3 separate regions of the Ovis aries genome follow, and regions 1 and 2 are each linked to region 3. A link is a contact called in public Hi-C data. All regions are on one chromosome and are shown on one strand. The core of a region is the stretch at or near the end of the contact, and the rest is flanking DNA. Distances in the headings are between cores, read along the strand shown.

Region 1 (2,700 bases), core at 175-2,674, 200 kb before region 3:
GTTTTCACTGATAATTCCCTTTCAGTTAATCTGATCTCCCATGCTGCCCTTTATGAAACCATTTTAGCATTGTTTCAAAGGAAAAAAAAGACACAAAGACAAAAATTAGTAGAAGGGCTGGAAAAAGCAGGTGGAGTGGGAGGATAATGATCACTTTTCTGTATGATACTGAATAAGGAGACTGGATTTCTGGCCCAGAAAGTATTTCAAGTATGGAAGGACCATTTCTTGAGGGAAATGGGCAGTTTTAACCGCGAGTATCGTCCTTTTGATATCCCCCCAAAACACAAGCAGATCCAAGAATAGCTTACAGGAAACCACAACACTCTTCTTTACTGAGAAATAAACACAGGTTATTTTTTCCAAAGGCACATGAGCGCCCAAATAATAAGCCACCTCCAAAAGGTCGGGAGAAATTAGAACCTATCAGACAAAAGAACCAAAGGAAGTCCCCCCTATATCTGGACTTCACCTGGTTGCAAAAGCAATGGATGCCTATGCCATTCTTATCACCAAAGAGAGCAAAAATTTCTACGAGAACTTCACTGGAATCTGTTTTGTTCTGAGGTCAGATCTACAAAGCCATAATTACCCAGGTAACTTGGGTCTGACGCTACCCAAAATATCTAGGTAATTATAGGAGAAAGGTCATTTCCTCTCTATACTGGCAACTATACCTCTGGGTGTCTCCACTGGCAGTTATCCAGTTAAGAGCAGCCTTTCATTTCACTTTGTGCTTGTACAGACCCTGCCAAAGACGATGACATTCTAAAGGGGGGGGGGTGCGGATTTTGTTTTTAATTGCCTTTATAAATATTCCTCCTCTCTTGCTTGTTCCCTAGGACGATCTGATAAAATATCCTCTGCTCACTTGTACATTGAGGGAAAGGCATTCTGGACTGGGAGAATCCTGGGAGACAGAAAGGAAATGGAGAGGTGAAGAGGAAGAATGAACAGAGATCTGCAAAACTGTCGGGATTAAAAGATTCACCGTGATGAAGAGAGGGGGAGAGACAGAGGAGGAACGGACGTCTTATTCAGAGTTTGAGCTTTGACAACACAGGCAGTTTGGGGGCAGAAAGCCGCATAACTGCCCGTCTGTGATTGCTCAAGAGAAGCGCCCGTTCCTTTTCTTCACAAAGAAAAAATGGCATTTATCTCAAGTACAGCGAGGCATAGGAGGCTTCACCTCCCCCATCCTCTTTCTTCCCTCTTCCTCCTGCCGGCTCGTCTCCCTCACCGCCTCCCCTTCCTGTTGGAAAAGAAAAGGTGGGAGGGGAGTGGGAGGGGGAGGAGGACCCGCCGGCCACCGACAACACGGTGGGAGTCTCTTTTCTTCGGCTTTTACCAGCCTATGGGGGTCAGGATGCTATTGGTTCAGCTTTACGTGTGATCTGGTGCCTCTCACTTAGCAACAGCGAGCAGGGGAGGCAGGAAGCAACGCCACCTGGCTCCTGCGAGCGTGCGGATGGTTTAAAACAAGCCACTAGCTCAGAGGGAGACAGAAAAGGGGGGAGGGGGTGGAGAGAAAGAGAGCAGTCTGAGCTTAACATATTGCACCATTAGGAGCAAGGCTTAATCAGGGTGTTAACTACAACCAACCGGCAGGCACGGGGCGGGGAGAGCGGAGACTGGACAGGAGTTATTTTTAATGAGTATCTGGATATAAATCATATACAGAAAGCCTTCATGTATTTTTTTAAAAGGACAAATGACACTGTGCTGCCTGGGTGGTGGGTGGGGAGATAGATGGGGTTCTCTAGGCAAAAAAAAGGAGATAAGAGGAACCTAAAACTGTCCAGTGGGTTTCCTCGGTTTTATTTTGTTTTCACACCAGGGTGCTACTAGAAAAGGAAAAGGAAAATTGGGTGTACTTGAAAAAGCAATTGGCTATGTAATCCCAGGAATTTTTTTTTAATTAGTCAACAGTAGCTCTTTCTAAATCCTAAATTCCATTTTAGCATTTGAGAATTAACTTTCTGGAGTGGTAAGTGGCAAAAGAGAAGTACATCTCTGCTAGAGAGAGGTGGTTTTGGTTTTTTGTTTTTTTTTTGCCTTGCTTCCTTTGTGGTAAAGGGAAATTTCTGAGAAGGATGCCGATAGAAGTTCTGAAAGCTCACACTGCCTGGATATAACAGGGCCCAGGGCCAATAACAACAAGGAAATGTATTCCGCTGTCCCTTCTTTCATTTCTCTTAATAGAATTTTCCCTTCCCCTCCATCCCAGGTCCCCCACCAGACTTTAGAAGGATTATCTCACCTCCTTACCCATGTAAACTCAACCCACCCCATCACATCAAACAGCCTCGAAACTACAGATGGGAGAGTGTCTTTCGTCCCTTCTTAGAGAAAAATGGTGCCTTTCAGCATGGACTGGAGCCTTTCACTGGTGTCAACCCAGGCCCCTAGAGACAAGGACAAGCAGCCCAGAGGACACAGATGGACCTCTATCCACCCAAATAAACCAGACCCAATTAACCCCTTCAGCTCTGAGCAGTAAAAGCCACTGACTAGAGTGACACCTACTGCTCGGGGTGCAGCTGTACAATCTCCTATCACCGACCAGGTTCTCAAATTCTGCTCCACTGGGCGGGCTCCTCTGAACACGTTTCTCTCTCCTAGTAGCTGAATGAGGACATTTTCAGCTTCTCCTTCTTGGGCTGACCTCAGCATCTGTAACTCGGGACTCCTCAGGGTCTA
Region 2 (2,712 bases), core at 102-2,601, 240 kb before region 3:
TTCCCCAACCAGGGATCGAACCCATATCTTCAGCATTACAAGACAGATTCTTAACCACTGGACCACCAGGGAAGTCCTACTCATGTCTTAACAACTTTAAAAAAAATGGGTTGAAAAAACTGGATCATTCCTGAATGCCTTTTTATAATTTTTTTTCATACTGTGTTTTAGCTTGCTACCAATTAATGTAATTAATCCTTTAATGCTCGGCATCTATATGTTTTCTCAACTTTTATGATTGTAATAAACAAAGAGTAGTCATAACTGACAATAAATAAAAAAGTTTAAAAGATCAAAAACTAAAAGATAAAAAATTACTTAGAGAAACATGAAATCTTAACCTCTCAACTTAAATTGTTAATATGAAAAGTTAGTCACCGGAGGATGATTTTTTTTCCTCTTCTAAATTGTTATTTAAACCTCAGCTTCTTAATCAACTTGAGTTCCAAGTGGTTTCTGTTGACTCATTTTAAGTTACCCTTGAACTCTACCCTGCAGCCATACTGAAATATTTTTCAATTCCCCGAATTGCCTATGTTCTTTTCCAGGGATCTGGTGTATGTTCTCAGTCTTGAAAACTTCCCCACTCAACAGTTTCACTTCAGTCATGTCAAACCCTTCACGACCCTATGGACTGTTGCCTACTAGGCTCCCCTGTCCATGGGATTTTCCAGGCAAGAATATCAGAGTGGATTGCCATGCCTTCCTCCAGGGGATCTTCCTAACCCAGGGATGGAATCTGAATTTCTTACACTTTCTGCATTGACAGGAGGGTTCTTTGCCACTAGTGCCACCTGGGAAGCCCTTTGACTAACTATCTCCTACTAAATCAACAGGTTTCTAAGACACTTCTTTTGTGAAATCTTCCCAGATCCCTTAGAAGTCTAGATGAAGCGTATCTCATGTGTCTTGTAACTGTTTCACCATACTGTAATTAGCCCTTTACTTGTCTGTTTGCCCAAAGGATCTAAAGCTCTTTGAGGCAGGGATGATATTTTGTTCACTGTTTTATTGCCATCACCAAGAGTGATGGAAGAATGAGAATGAATGAATGAACAGAAAGATTCTTAAATCTCTCGCATCAGAAGATGGGCAACTCCTTGGTCACCCAGATGATCGGTTCCTGCTTATGAAGACGGTCAACAGGATAAGCAAGCTCCCTGGAGATGCCCTGAAACTATCTTAGAGCTTCATCATTCTACTGCACACAAACTGGACCCTTCAGCATCTTTTCAGAAAACCCGACCTAATCTAACAGGTGTTTCCCATGAGTTACTCTTGGAAAGTACCAAAGTCCTTTACAGCAAATAGTTCAAGGTCCTCAAAAAGATACATCACACAGCTTCAGTGTGCAATGGGCAGCTAGGAGTGTCCCCAGTGAAGGTGGCATAAAAGGCTGCCTGCAGTATAATACTGAGGTAGGTTAATCTGACTGCTTCATTTTCTTGGAGAAATATTAAAGGTCTGTGTACTTTAAAGAGAGGATTTCCTGGTACTACAGAGTCTACCGCTAAGTTCCCATCTTTCTCAGTACTGAGACTGCAGATCCTTAAACAGCAGCTTTGAGAGGGCTCAGCAGTGCTCCCAGGGACAAAGGCCTTAAGACACAGGACCTATGCCAGGCCCTTGTTTTTTCACATCTCATCAGAAAGTCCTTCCCCCTGCGAAAAAAGCAGTGCCATTTTTTTTCTTCCTGATCTTTGTCAACTGTGTTGCTGTACCGCATTGGGAAGCATTCACAGTGGCCATTACCTGCCCTGTTTACTCAGTGTTAAGTATTAACAAGGCCTGTGCTGTCTCAGCTGCTGCCGTATTTCTCCAGGAAAGACGTGCCTATGTAAATGCCCTCATGCAAACAGGAGCCTTATCTTTTGCTAAGTGGGGGTGGGGAGAAGACTTGGAGACAGCGGAAAGGATAGAAGGAAACAGGAGCTGTTAAAAACGTCATTTCCAGGTACACATAAAATAACCGCACAATGAAATCTTGTTCGTGGCTGTTTTTTTGTCTATATCTTCTCGCTATGGTGGCGCTAGTGGTAAAGAAATCACCTGCTAACACAGGAGACATAAGAGATGCAAGTTTGATGCCTGGCTAGGGAAGATCCCCTGGAGGAGGAAATGGCAACGACTCCAGTACACTTGTCTGGAGTTTCCCATGGACAGAAGAGCCTGGCGGGCTACAGTCTACGGAGTCACAAAGAGTCGGTCAGGACTGAAGCGACCTAGCTGGCACACAGGGGTTATAAAGCACCTATTTCTGGGTTTGTTTATAATGGCTTCAGTTTTCTATTGAGTAAATGGTGTGTAAATATTTCACAGAATAAAGAGGAAAGAAATAAGCCTTGCCATTGGACTCTTTGCTTAGGTTTGTGTGTTTGGTTTCCGGTGTGGGGCAGCTATGCTGAAGTGGGTAGGAGCGTTTCTGAGGGGATGAAGAAAGCTGACCATATTTACTCGAGCACAAAGAAGGGCAAAGGGTTTGATTAAAACTCCTACCAGATACTGCTTGCTGGACAGCGAAACTGCAATACTTGCAAAGAGGAGGGCCAAACACCATTCAGAAGAGATCAAATACAAATAAAAAACTGACTTGGGGGGGGGAAATGTTTCACTAGAGTCAGCTTTTCTGTAAAAACTGGCTCACTCTCATTACTTTCCCTAAGTTTAGGCTTGGGTCAGATGACAAGGCAAAATTCCATCCTTGGAGCAATT
Region 3 (2,761 bases), core at 161-2,660:
TCTGGGGGTTCAACTTTGGTGGCTGTCTGCAGAAACTCCAGTGATCTGCAAGATAATCTGACCTAATTTCAACTGTAAACTTAAAAACTGACTGAACAGATAGTACATACCTGGCTGTTTAGAAACATTATCTCCTTTAATCTTCAGAGGAACCCTTAGGTAAGAATCATGACCACCATTTCATAAACCTGCAAACTGAAGATCAGGGAGGTTAAATGACACACCCAATGTCCCAGCTAGGAGACGTGGGCTCAGAATTTTCCAGTCTGAGTGTGTCTGACCCTAGAGCCCATGTTATACACTCTCTGAGACCTTTCCAACTGAGAAGAGAACATATACCCAGGAAAGAGGGAGGAGAGGACAGGGTCCCCACACTGCCACGGCCCAGCATCAGGGGCAGGAAGATGGATAGAGGCAGAGGGCCGAAGAAGGACAAACTAATGGCATTTGCTGTTGGGAGTGACCAGTCTGTGGATGTTCTTCAGCTCATCTCTTGGCCCGCTTCTCCTCAGTCTAGGAGACAGAGACGCCAGATGGGTCTCAGGGGGCAGCAAACTGGGCATCTTCCTCCAGCTCCAAGGAGAGTCGGGTTGTTAATACTAAGTTACTCTAGGCTGGCCTCCTGCTAAGTTAAGCATCACTTTTAAAAAATCCTCACATCATTATTGTAAGGTAAGCATTACTGCCGCTTTTAATAGTTGGGGAGAAGGAAGATTGGGGAGTTTAGGGACATCCCCAAGATCAAAAGACCCCAGGTGTCAAAGCTCACATTTCAACCCAGGCATCTGACTTTAGGCCCATCAAGCATGTAACACCATGTTCTACTAGACAGAGGTTGAGGGTCGTGGATGACCGCGTGGCCCTTTCAGGGCGGGGTGACAGTGCCAGCCCGCGACCAGGGAGGGGCAGGGTCGCCAGTCCTCCTGAGGGACGCATGCGGATGGCGCCAGCCGTGCTCAGGCAGCCACATGGGAGCCTGCTCCTCCGGGACCCACCCGACCCTGTTGCTTGGGGGCCGGGCCTGCAGCGATCCTGGCCTTGGCCTTGCCCGAGTCGGAAGGCAGCCTCATGCTCGGCTGGACAGCAACTGGGGTGCTCTGGATGGATGAGCTAGAGAGGGAGGTATCCAGGCTTAGGCGTGCGCCAAGGACCGGGGCGTGGGGCTCTGAACACAGATCACACCCCCGATCCCTTTCCCCCGGCGATCCCCACCCCTCACCACCCGCCTCCCACCGCCAGTGGTCGGTCTGCCCGTCTGGCCGGAGCCTCCGCCGGGTGCGGCCGGACGGTGGTGGGTGACTGGGGGAAGGGAGGGGACGCCCTGCTCCTCGGCCGTCGACCCCGGAGGCTTTGTGTATTCGGAACCGGATTCCCCACCTCCCTCCCCCACCTCCCATTCCCGCTTTCTTTTCCCTTAACCCAAGTCCCAGTAGAGTATTCAGCAATTAGCACGTGAGGAGGGGGTGGAAGGCGGCGGCGGGCGGGCGTGGGGGCGGTGAGATTCCCCCGCACCCACCGCCCCCCACCGCCCCCGCCGGGATGGGTCCCGAGCTCCCGCCTGCGCTGCCTTCGTGCGCCACCTACCGGCTGCTCGCGGCAGCTTCGAGCCCGCCAGCGCGGTTCCTAGGCAGATCTTAATCTCCGTGGACAATAGACAATGGGATTTTTTTTTAAAAAAGCAATGATTTATTTTGGGGGGTGGGGATAAGAGGAAAGGAGGGAGGGAGGAAGCAGCAGTGTGTTTGTCATCGCTTTAGGAAAAAAAAAAAGTCTGTTCTATCATTGTTTCTGCATATCCATTATGTTGAGGACAAAAGAATCCCCTTCTGGAACAACAAAGCCAAGGGAAATGTTTTCTGTGGCTGACATTTAATTGTGTGCGCAAGGTGCTACATTATCACGGAGAGAGACTGTAAGGAAGCTAGGGCACAGCTTAGTTGTATGCCTGATCAGGTTCAGAAGCCTGGTTTTCTGCGTTAAGATGTGGGCTTTCTTACCTGAACCCAGTTTTATATGGCCTCATGTACTGGTGTTATGCAGGACACATTATTCTGTGTTTCTGTATAGTTGCCTAACCCAGCACAAGGATTCCTTGTGGATTGTTTTCTCACTGCCTTCAAGGGCCTTTTCTTTTACAGCCAACAGGGATAATCATGCTTCATTTCACAACCTCCCTACACTCACTTTACCAAAACGACACTAATTTTAAGGAGCTATTAGGAGCCTTGGAGAACACTTAGACCAACCTCCTCAGTTGTACACAGGAAGCGGGTAGAATGCCTTGTCCAAAGTCATGAAAGTGATTAGAGATGCATTTGGGACCAGAAAGCTTGTATCCTGAGCCCTGGTTTCTAGTATGATCTGCTATTTAATGTCCTGATGCCCAGCACCCCCTGACTCTCTCACCCTGTCCTTTCTGGCTGAACAACCCCCCAGGCAGTGAGTTGTGTGCACAAAGACCAGTGGTAACTAGGCCTGATCGGGGTGGGCTGAAGTGTAAACTTCCTTGATTGGCGGCAGCCCTTTTATTCCCTTTTCACCGCTTTCCCTCTGTAGAATGAAGGAGGGGTTGAGGGGTGCAATATGGACATTATCTTCATTCCTTAATTTTGTTATTTTTGCTGTGATAAGTTAATATGTAAAACCTATACAATTATCCACAATTCACTAGAAGATGCTTTTTCTGAGAGGCAAGGCTTAAGCAGCCCTCCATTCCACCCCCACTGCTAACCCAGATGCTGGGAACACAGAGGTGCGTGTC

Evidence for each region. Hi-C and Micro-C count contacts between places; a contact is called where the count stands out from the background.
Region 1: a Hi-C map of hypothalamus shows a contact between it and region 3, with 3 times the contacts expected there. The contact joins two enhancer-like sites. A contact is called at or near these places in 2 of 16 Hi-C or Micro-C datasets (hypothalamus and omental adipose tissue).
Region 2: a Hi-C map of liver shows a contact between it and region 3, with 3 times the contacts expected there. The contact joins two enhancer-like sites. A contact is called at or near these places in 2 of 16 Hi-C or Micro-C datasets (liver and tail adipose tissue).

What each region holds. Positions count from the first base shown.
Region 1 is chr17:17,740,540-17,743,239 of ARS-UI_Ramb_v3.0, reverse strand. The region is part of intron 1 of MAML3 (mastermind like transcriptional coactivator 3); the gene reads right to left. Among named protein-coding and RNA genes, the nearest start is that of TRNAC-GCA, 43 kb to the left of the region's middle. Within about 2 kb of position 1,424, at least 31 of the 54 cell types and tissues checked have an H3K27ac peak or open chromatin away from gene starts, as enhancers often do. A contact at or near this core is called in hypothalamus, where this site is marked.
Region 2 is chr17:17,775,465-17,778,176 of ARS-UI_Ramb_v3.0, reverse strand. The region is part of intron 1 of MAML3 (mastermind like transcriptional coactivator 3); the gene reads right to left. Among named protein-coding and RNA genes, the nearest start is that of TRNAC-GCA, 8.1 kb to the left of the region's middle. Within about 2 kb of position 1,351, at least 15 of the 54 cell types and tissues checked have an H3K27ac peak or open chromatin away from gene starts, as enhancers often do. A contact at or near this core is called in liver, where this site is marked.
Region 3 is chr17:17,536,265-17,539,025 of ARS-UI_Ramb_v3.0, reverse strand. No RefSeq gene overlaps it. Among named protein-coding and RNA genes, the nearest start is that of SCOC, 95 kb to the right of the region's middle. Within about 2 kb of position 1,410, at least 21 of the 54 cell types and tissues checked have an H3K27ac peak or open chromatin away from gene starts, as enhancers often do. A contact at or near this core is called in hypothalamus and liver, where this site is marked.